Regions from separate parts of the Anas platyrhynchos genome. Here region 1 is linked to region 2. The links are chromatin contacts, called in public Hi-C maps. All regions are on one chromosome and are shown on one strand. The core of a region is the stretch at or near the end of the contact, and the rest is flanking DNA. Distances in the headings are between cores, read along the strand shown. Region 1 has its middle 15 kb from the start of YWHAH. Region 2 overlaps DEPDC5 (DEP domain containing 5, GATOR1 subcomplex subunit).

Region 1 (4,799 bases), core at 158-2,657, 68 kb after region 2:
AACCAAAATACTTAAGAATAGTGAGCACTTCCTTATTGAATGTCCTGAGATAAAACTCACAAAATTATGTAAAGTTTGTCAGTGAACTGTCAAACACAGGTAACTCGCTGCCAAGTGCTCTTAGCAAAGGAGAATTTGGTGAGCAGGAGATTATCTTAAGTTTGTAGATTAGCTTCCTCTGAAACATGAAGCTTAAAATTCCTAATGAGGAACAGCTGGCAGGTTGTTTTTCCTGCAAATGGGTGGCATGAGTTTGTGCTGGACTGTATGCTGACTCATATGATTACTCAGGCTACCATCTCAGCATATTTGGGAGAGATCTAAGTGATGATCAAGTTCTGTTGAGGGTGATGAACTTAAAGGCAGGTGAGTGAAACTACTGTGTGTGTTCGGGTAAGTGTGCACAGGGTAACAGACACAAAAGTCTTACTGGTTTCATTAAACATGTGATCTGCATATTAGCTTTACAGCAGTGGATGCTTCCCTAAGGGGGAGGTGAATTCTTAAGCTAAATCTTCAAATAATCTGTAATCTATTTAGGAAGTTCTTTAAACTTAAATCTTATTACTCTGAGTGCTCTGTGGCATAAAAAACATTTCTGTCTTCGTTAAGAATTCATAAACTGAGTGTTGACAGTCACGGTTGCTCTGCATAAGTTAATGATCACAAGTTTTAGAAGTCTTCTCAGTTAAATTCTTTTACCTGCTTCTGCCACCAGCAGTATAGCAATGTGTTAGATTTTCAGTAGGAGAGCAGATAGCTTCTCCCATGTTCTGCAGTTGTCAGTTAATGATCCAGTGTCACATAGGGCATTTTCTTGTCAGTGTTTTTTGCTGAGTCAGTGGGCCCATTTTCTATAGCGTAGGAACAAGAAATGCTCTGAGGCAGTCCATATTGTTACCATTTCAGCAATTTTCATTTTTCTGGGCCATGGAATTGCTGTATGTTTTTCTGTAATCCTTATCATAGCAATGATCTGGATGAAAACAAGACGTGACTAGGGCTTATTGTTTATTGCAATATTCCTCAGTGAGCTGTGGGATTCAGATATTCTCAAATTGGTTATTTGTCTTAGGTGACCCACATCTCAAGTCTGTTGTGTTTCAGTCTCTAAAACCCCAGGCTGCACCCATCTCTGCAGACACCAGTTATTCACCAAAAGTGCTTAGCTGAAGTTTACAGCATTCCTCTCTGAAGCAGGAGTGGAAGGAGTGTAAAAACATCAGAACGCGCCACCCTATCCCTGGGATCTGTGTCTCTTTACACTGCCTTATTTCAGGTCTAATAAGATGCTTACCTGCTTACCAAATACCTGGTTCTGGATGGGAGTAATGTTTCCTTGATCTTTGCCATGCCTTTCACAGGCAAACTTTGCTGAAAGATTAAGTCACTCTGAGGGTCTTGATTTATGTAGTATGAGCAAGGTACATGGGTGTCCTTGAATTTTTAGCAACCTGATAGCTCCTGATGGTAAAGCAGCATTTTGTATGATTCTATATGAGCTTGAAAGCTAAATGATAATCAAACATTAATAGCATGTTCTTTACAGGGACAGAAATTCAGTCTGTGTCCTAATCTGCTTCAGTGCATTCAACTTTTACACAGATAGTTGCATTTGTCGCAGAGATCTCCAGCACCACCTCCCCCTCTCCTTTTTGAATCCTAACCTAAAAATGTGCCATTGCAACAGGAAACAAAACTTCTTAACGCTGTGTGTAGTAGGGGCCTTATTATACAATGTAATAGCATTGCAGAAGACTGACTTTTGAGGCAAAAAGCAGCTTTAAGAAACAAAGTGAGGTTGAGATCATTGTGGTTAACATGCACCAAAGAAACACAATTACTCTGGTAAGTAATCATGTTTTGCTAGTAACTTCTTTGGAATAACTGTGGTTTTGAAAGTGATTCTCCTGTGTTGCTTTTCCACTGTATATAACTTCTGTTTACTCTTTGCCATCCTTAGTACCACTACTTGTGACCCAAATGCCTAAGCTGGGAAGGACTGAATTTTAGAGCCAAATGTATTTCCAAAGGAGCATAGGAGTACTTACTGAACTACTCTGTGTGCTGCTTTCAGCAGCTGCAATAGGATCCTATACAATTGCCTAGAAAAGATTTTATGGTAGTACACTTCAGGTGGAGGGACATGAAATGACCAGCTGAATTTTAAGTCATACATGAAAATGACTTGAGAATAATAGCAAAAGTCAGAAGGGTGAAAAGTGATGTCAATACGTATTATTAAATACTCTGTCAGCATGGGGCCAGTCTGAAATTCTTCAACAAACCTGTTTAACAACAGAGAAAAAAAGATAAAGTTTAGATAAAAACTTTTTTAAAAAAAAAAGATAATTAAAAAAAAAAAAGAACTTACATGTTCTTGTTTTTTAATCCTATCCTATCCTAATAATTTGAGCTAATTTAACAGCTACAGAATGAGCTGTTCTTTTTTTTCCCCATCTTTGATTGTCTTTGATAATTTTACCTTACACAGTTTGAGGGTTGAATTAACACACTTAGTAGACTTTGGCCTTAAATCTGATCTGTTATGCTACTTACAGGATAACCAATCTATTTTAGACCATTCATTTAGTATCCTGAAAAAGAAAATTTTAAAAACATTTTTTATTTTTGCTTTTAGCAAAGATTGTTCTAGAGCTGAAGTGAACAGCCTTTTGTTTATCATTTTAGAATGAGTTTTTAGCATCTACGTCTAAATTTCATGAAACTGTATTCCATACCACATGCTAATTTAGTACCACATGGAAATTTATCTTTGCACACAAATACTTCTCGAACACAAGTGTATTTTAAAATGCATATATAATGCAAATTCTGCCTGGTATCTACTCTGGGAGATTTGGCAGACATAAAGGAAGTGAATGAGTTCCCAACAGAACCATATATTGTTATAATACTGCACATTAAAAATATAACATAATTGTATAAGCTGTAATTATATATACATTTTTAAAATTGTCATTGATAAACTAAAGGATTGACAATGAAGTTTTAATACATAATTATTATAATAAAATACTCTAAAATCTGTTACATATATATACATCTATTAAATAATAGTAAGTGAAAGTAGAAAATAAAGTATATGCATATATAAGTATCTTATAGTTCCTTGAGACCTTGAACAGTCCTTAAATTGATGGACAATGTACAACAGATTTTTATGCAGAGAATCAAGATCTGAACTAATTAATACTGTCAACGGAATTAATGAAGATTAGTTCATGTGTAGATGAGATCAAAATCAATTTATGCAGAAGTGCATTGCAATGTAAGCTCTGTCTTGCCATTACGCCATCATTTGGAGTGAAATTGGAATTGATTTCAGGACCTGAGTTATAAACTAAAAGCATTTAGATGTATTTGTGGTTCCACCCTAGCACAACAAAGGCCAAGAAGGCAATTTGTTAAATATTTGTTCTCTAAGGCAATTGAAAGAGATTGCCTTTAGTCATTAGTGTCAACCAGCTGCTGCAGTAGATCACTCTGTGCTTGGGTGGAAGACAACATAGTATTATTTTTCTAATATTTTGAAGTAAGGTTCTGATAATCAACAAATACTTTGTCACTGTAGTGATCAATAAGATTTTTTTTGAACATCTGACTCTTGCAGAGGGCAGAGACCAGTGGATGTCTGTAGTAACACAGTAATCAACCAACTGGTGTCCCCGCTGAGTGAAATGGAGAGTATTCTCTTTCTGTAATGAAAAACTGATGTTTATCTCATGTTTACTTGGTTTTAAATCACTGAAAAAATGAAGCCCAGGTGCTTATTTTTTATTTAAATACAATCCTAGCTACTTCAGTGAGATACCTGCCCAGGAAAACCTGAGAGTTAAGGGTGCTAGAACTTTGAAACTTGACCCTGAATAAATGAGTATTTGGTGTGTGTTGTGGAAGTCTGTGTGCCATGCAGACACTCCAGGACAACTGGGGACCATCTGTAGCAGCTTCCTGCCTCTGTGGCAACCAGAGCTATCCTGGAGCAATGATCCCCGTTGCTGTCCCTGCGGCCCAAATCCAGAGATGGGAGCAGAAGGCCAAAGCTTGTGTTTGGCATGAAATGGCACAGCTCACTCCAAATGTTTGCTGGCTGGCCACCATGTTGGGTCAGTGTGTTTCTGCTGAAGTTCCAGCATGTCCTTAAAGGGCAGGAATAGTTCTTCCTCACTTGTCACCTCAAGCTTTTTAAGGGCTGCTATTTGCCTCTTCTAAAACAAGTCCTGTTAAGCCTCTCTGGGCTGTAAAACATCATGGAAGCACTAGGGAGTTGAGATGTTTGCTGTCATTGGTATCAACAGAGTACAGTGTTCTTAATACAGGAGAACGCTTTGGTGCTGTTGCTGATTCATTCCCCTGGTTTTCACAGCTGAGACTTGCTTTGGGATTGCCCCTGCACTTCTGTAAAAAATGGTCATTTTTGTACACTGTAAGGTATACAGTGTTGCAATGAACATCATTAATTACAGGTGTTTAAAATAGTTTAATAGAGAAAGTAAATGGTACGCCAAGTTTGAAAATACCTCATTTGCAAGTTCTTACAAGCCACTGGAGTGGAATTTCTAGTAAGTCATGGCAAGGCTGATTTGGAAAATATGGGGGAAGCATTTCACTTTGTCAGCAAATTATAAGATTTCTTGATACACTTTCAGTATTGCCATCTGCCACAGTAGAAGCTCTATTTTGACTTAATGTTTTATATTGCTAAGAAAAAAAGTGCAGGTTCCATAAACTGCTCGTATAAATTTCATCTTGAAGGTTTTCTTTCTTCTCTTTTG
Region 2 (4,432 bases), core at 229-2,728:
TGAAATGGCTAGATTTTTAGAGAAGTTGGGGGTATTTATTTGTGTTTATGATAGTGGAGCATTTCATCAGTCTGTGCAGACCTTCCTCTTGCAGGATAATCCTGCACCTAGTTTAGAAGAAGCACTTCTTATATGTCCCCATTGGCACTGTTGGTCTGCAGCCATACCATGGGATTGCTGGTTACCATTTCCGTTTTCAGTATGATTATATTTTTAAATTTGGTATGAATACAAAGTGGGGGTTCACCTCAAGTTGGCAGTCTTTGGATTAGCACATCAGTCCTGTTTGGAGGATAGCTGAACTCTACTGTTCTTTGTTTACAGGGATTGGTGTGGACTTGGTCTGCATGGGAGAACAACCACTGCATGCTGTACCACTCTTTAAGGTAATGCATCCTTCTGTTCCCTTCTCTGTTCCTAGTAGAAATGTTACTGCATTTGTGAATAGATAGACACAACTAGTTGCTTTGCCTTGGAATTTCTCTTACAGCTCCATAATCGCTGTGGACCTGGGGATTCCAGGTTGGGTGACGACTACAATATTCCGCACTGGATAAACCATAGGTAGGTAAACGCTTAAGGTTCCTGAGAAGATACCAATCTTTTGAAAACATTTCTGCTGTGCTTTCCTCTCTATACATCTGTTGAATTCTTTCTTCTTCCATAGCTTATTTCCTCTGCTCTGCTTGCAAAGCAGAGACAGATATTACAGTAGTCTTGCATAAGTAGGAGTATTCTTTTAGAACTCTGGTTGTCAATGCGGTATGTAAGAGGTGATAGGCAATTTGCAGAGGAAAAGGTCTTAATCTTAAGCTCTCTTTCCAACTAAGTTGTAGCCTTAACTATGCTCAAAGTCAGTCAGGATGCTTAAAAAAAATACTGTCACTTCAACTAAGCTGGTTATTAGTGAAAGTAAATACATCTCAAATGAACAGTTATGGGTAAAGAGAATGTGAAAACATGGGTAAATGTTGGAACAGTTACAGGAAACAAGCCTAATTTTACTTTGCTTTACTCCAAGGCACGGTAGGTTTTCTTTATGCTTTCTGTTAAACATGGTGTCATAATACTCTCTCTTCTCCCTACCGACAGAGATCAGGGCTCAGAATAAGAACTACTTCTGCAGTCCTTGTTCTGCAGTAGAACTTTTCTCTGCCTTTTAATAACTCATTTTATATGCATGCATTGACTGACTGTCCTGACCAATAATCATTCAAGTGTTGCTTATACCCAGTCTTTTCAAGTAGTTCGAAGGCATCTGGTCCTTGTCTAAGATGAAAGAGGCGTTTGAAGGCTTTGTAGAAGGGCAGGATTTAAAAGATTCAGATGACAAGAAACAGATGTTAAAGAATAAATTACTTCAAATGGGTGGAGGTCCTTAGTTTTCAAGAAATTGATGTGACTCATTACTGTCATGTAAATTAGGGAAAGAGTCGTGTGAACTGTGCAGTACTGTATGGATAGTGAAAGCTGATATCTTTCAGTAGAAAGAGGAAATGAACTGGGGAATGCAGATATCAGCATATTAGGAGGAGGTCTAGACTGAGGTTGTGTGGGAATCATAGATTCTCTCTAGTTAATCATTTGCCAGTGTTCTTCAGATGTCATGTTAGGCAAAGAGAGGTATCCTTTTTTTTTTTTTTTTTTTTCATTTAACAGCTAGCTCAAAAAGCTATGTAGTTAACCAGCCATGTTCAATTCCTAGAAGACAGCTGAACCACTCTGTCTTTCCATTTCAGTTTCTACACATCCAAAAGCCAGCTCCTATGTAACAGCTTCACTCCGCGGATCAAGCTGGCAGGGAGAAAAGTAGGTGTCTTTCTGATTATCTTTTCTTCATACTAGCTTGTCAGATCTTTTCTCAGCCAAGCATCAGAATCCTTCTAGCAACAATGGTCACTAAGTTTCTGTGTTTAAGAGACAGTGCAAACAAATTTGTAAAGGATTGTTGTAGAGATTGTGAATGAGGGACTGGTTTCTAAATATGTATAATTTCTAGGATTAAACTATTTGAGAAATGTTTTAGCCAACATAAAAATAGTTTAGTGCTTTAATGGCAAACTCTGTGGAGAAGAGGAAGAGTGTTGGCAAAGATGTTTTACACTGTGGTTTGTGACCGAGTATCAGTATTTCATACTTAAAATGTGTTATGGCTGTCTCACAGGGTAAGCTGGATAAATTCTAAAGTTTGATGCTTTTATCATGCTGGAGGATATTTCCTTAGAATATGCTGACTGTCTCCCTTCTCCTTTTCTCTTTTCTCTCTCCTTTTCCTGGTAACTTCACACTTCCTTTATTGGACCCTCCAGCCACTGACTGAGAAAGCAAAAAATAGCCGAGATGCCTGTGAGTAATCTTGTTCTGGAATGATCTGTCCCACTGACTCCTAGACTAACAAACAGCTGTAGTAAGACAATGGCATTAACAGCAAACCACTGTTAATAAAATGCTGGAAAGGACAATTATTGAAGAAAAACATGAAAACCACATAATCGTCATCCAGGATGTTAATGTGCATATATGAATTGCCTTCTCAACAGATAACTAATAAGGAGGGAGGCAGGAGTTTCTATCCTGACTGCTTGTCACCTGGGTAGAGAAATAGGTGGTGTCAGGCTGGTGAGCTAGCACTAGCATTCACGAGAATGGGACAGGAAGAGCATTTGCTGGCTTGGGATGCTGTCGGTGTTATGCCTACAGATTACAATGGAAGAAGCCTGCATTCTTCGTATACCACCTCATTTTAATAATGGGTGTGTTCTGGAAGGGAAGCAGTCCATTTCTGTAAAGTTGTTTTAAAAATGTGCAGTTCTCTCTGTGGTCCGAGGCATCTGTCCGTACAAGGATTTATTTATTGATTATTGATTTAATCTCATGGATATACAGGGAAAGATATTGGAGCCTCAGCAACTCTGATTCAGAGGCACAGACTTCGATACTTGAGCCGACATCTGCTCTAGCTGTTCTGATCATCAAACTGTTGTATACAGTTTTTTTCAATCTATGCGTTTTAGTGGTGAGAGTTGTATGCTTCTGCCATGCAGATCTTGAGCATTCTTGAAAGAGGTTCTAATGTTATATGATTTTATTTCAGCATTAGGGGCACCAAAAGATGCTGAGAATGCCCTGCCTATCCAGGTTGATTATGATGGCTATGATGCCCAGGTGTTCAGACTACCAGGCCCATCCAGAGCCCAGCGCTGTACCACTTTCAGGTAAGAGGACTGTGAATGTACTGGTTCTAGAGCAGCAGTGTTATGGTGCATTTCTTGATGCACAATGTGCTTTCAGAAAAATGAGGCGAATTAAGCTCCACAAGCTTACAGTTGAACAAAAAGCTGTATCTGTAACTATTACTGCTGGTTGTTTGGTATTGTATTTCTAAAACAACGTGTTGGATCTATGAAAAGGTGTATACATTCATTTTTTGATACATTTTTAATTTTGTCTGAAGAATGAAGTTAGTCTCCCTGGCTGAGTTTCCAGCTGATTTTTCGGGCAAAGTAAGAAAGTAGTTGTAGAAATAACATCAGTTTAATGCACTGCTTAGTAACTGGTGCTGAAGAGAGTGGTGAGGAATCTTCCCTGAAAATGGTGCTTTTCTGGAAGAAAGAAGAAATAGAGAATCTCAGTACTGGTTCCAAAATAATTCATGGCCTTCCCTCTGGGAAGAAAGCTCTATTATCCTCAGGTCCTGGCCAAATTAACTGAAAAATGTGTAAATTTTAGTGCTTTTTCAGGGATGTGGGATTGATGAACTTCTGAAGTATTCTTTGGCTTGCCTTCTTTCAATGGTATTGCCTAAATCTGAGGAATCTGTGCAAGTGGACACATTTGTTGTTAGTATGAGTAGCTATCCACACTGGAAATACCAGTACAACTTAGTAGTAGTTAGTAATTTCATGTAGCTTTCCTCTAGCTAAATTTTCCTAGCAGCATGGGCTCAGTTCTAGTATCTTATAGACCACGTTTATATTACTAGCTTGGTGTGATGTCTGTAGAACTGCCTCAAGGGTCAAGCATACTCTTTTCACAGCTGTTGTGCTGGAAGCATTTTAGTGTTGTGTTCTTCTACTGCATAATGCACAGAAGTATGTAATATCCACATAGTCAAAAAAATGGTGATAGCTTCTTGTTAGTCCTCTTTTTGAGTTCAGCTGTTGAGTCTTTTACATGACTTGGGTCTGTTCAAGCCCCTTGATAATTAAAGAATGAATTGATCTCTTATGATTTCATATCACTGCATATATGTTTCTTATCAGCAGGTCTGTGAGGGAGAGAGAAAGTCGTACCCGGAAGAGCTCTAGTTCCTATGATGTCTCATGCAGCCCTTCTCTGCAGAGCCGCACTTTACCTCCAGAGGAGGTGAGGAGCCAGGCTTCCGATGACAGCTCCCTGGGCAAGATCTCCAACATCCTGATGATCCCACGGC

The links. Hi-C and Micro-C count contacts between places; a contact is called where the count stands out from the background.
Region 1: a Hi-C map of skeletal muscle shows a contact between it and region 2, with 3 times the contacts expected there. The contact joins two enhancer-like sites. A contact is called at or near these places in 3 of 8 Hi-C or Micro-C datasets (liver, skeletal muscle and subcutaneous adipose tissue).

Annotation. Positions count from the first base shown.
Region 1 is chr16:8,348,619-8,353,417 of IASCAAS_PekinDuck_T2T, forward strand. No RefSeq gene overlaps it. Among named protein-coding and RNA genes, the nearest start is that of YWHAH, 15 kb to the left of the region's middle. Within about 2 kb of position 1,408, at least 1 of the 8 cell types and tissues checked has an H3K27ac peak or open chromatin away from gene starts, as enhancers often do.
Region 2 is chr16:8,280,978-8,285,409 of IASCAAS_PekinDuck_T2T, forward strand. DEPDC5 (DEP domain containing 5, GATOR1 subcomplex subunit) reads left to right here. Exons shown (of 43, transcript XM_027469689.3): 16 at 325-386; 17 at 491-564; 18 at 1,740-1,809; 19 at 2,310-2,346; 20 at 3,095-3,215; 21 at 4,263-4,432. Among named protein-coding and RNA genes, the nearest start is that of PRR14L, 14 kb to the left of the region's middle. Within about 2 kb of position 1,479, at least 1 of the 8 cell types and tissues checked has an H3K27ac peak or open chromatin away from gene starts, as enhancers often do.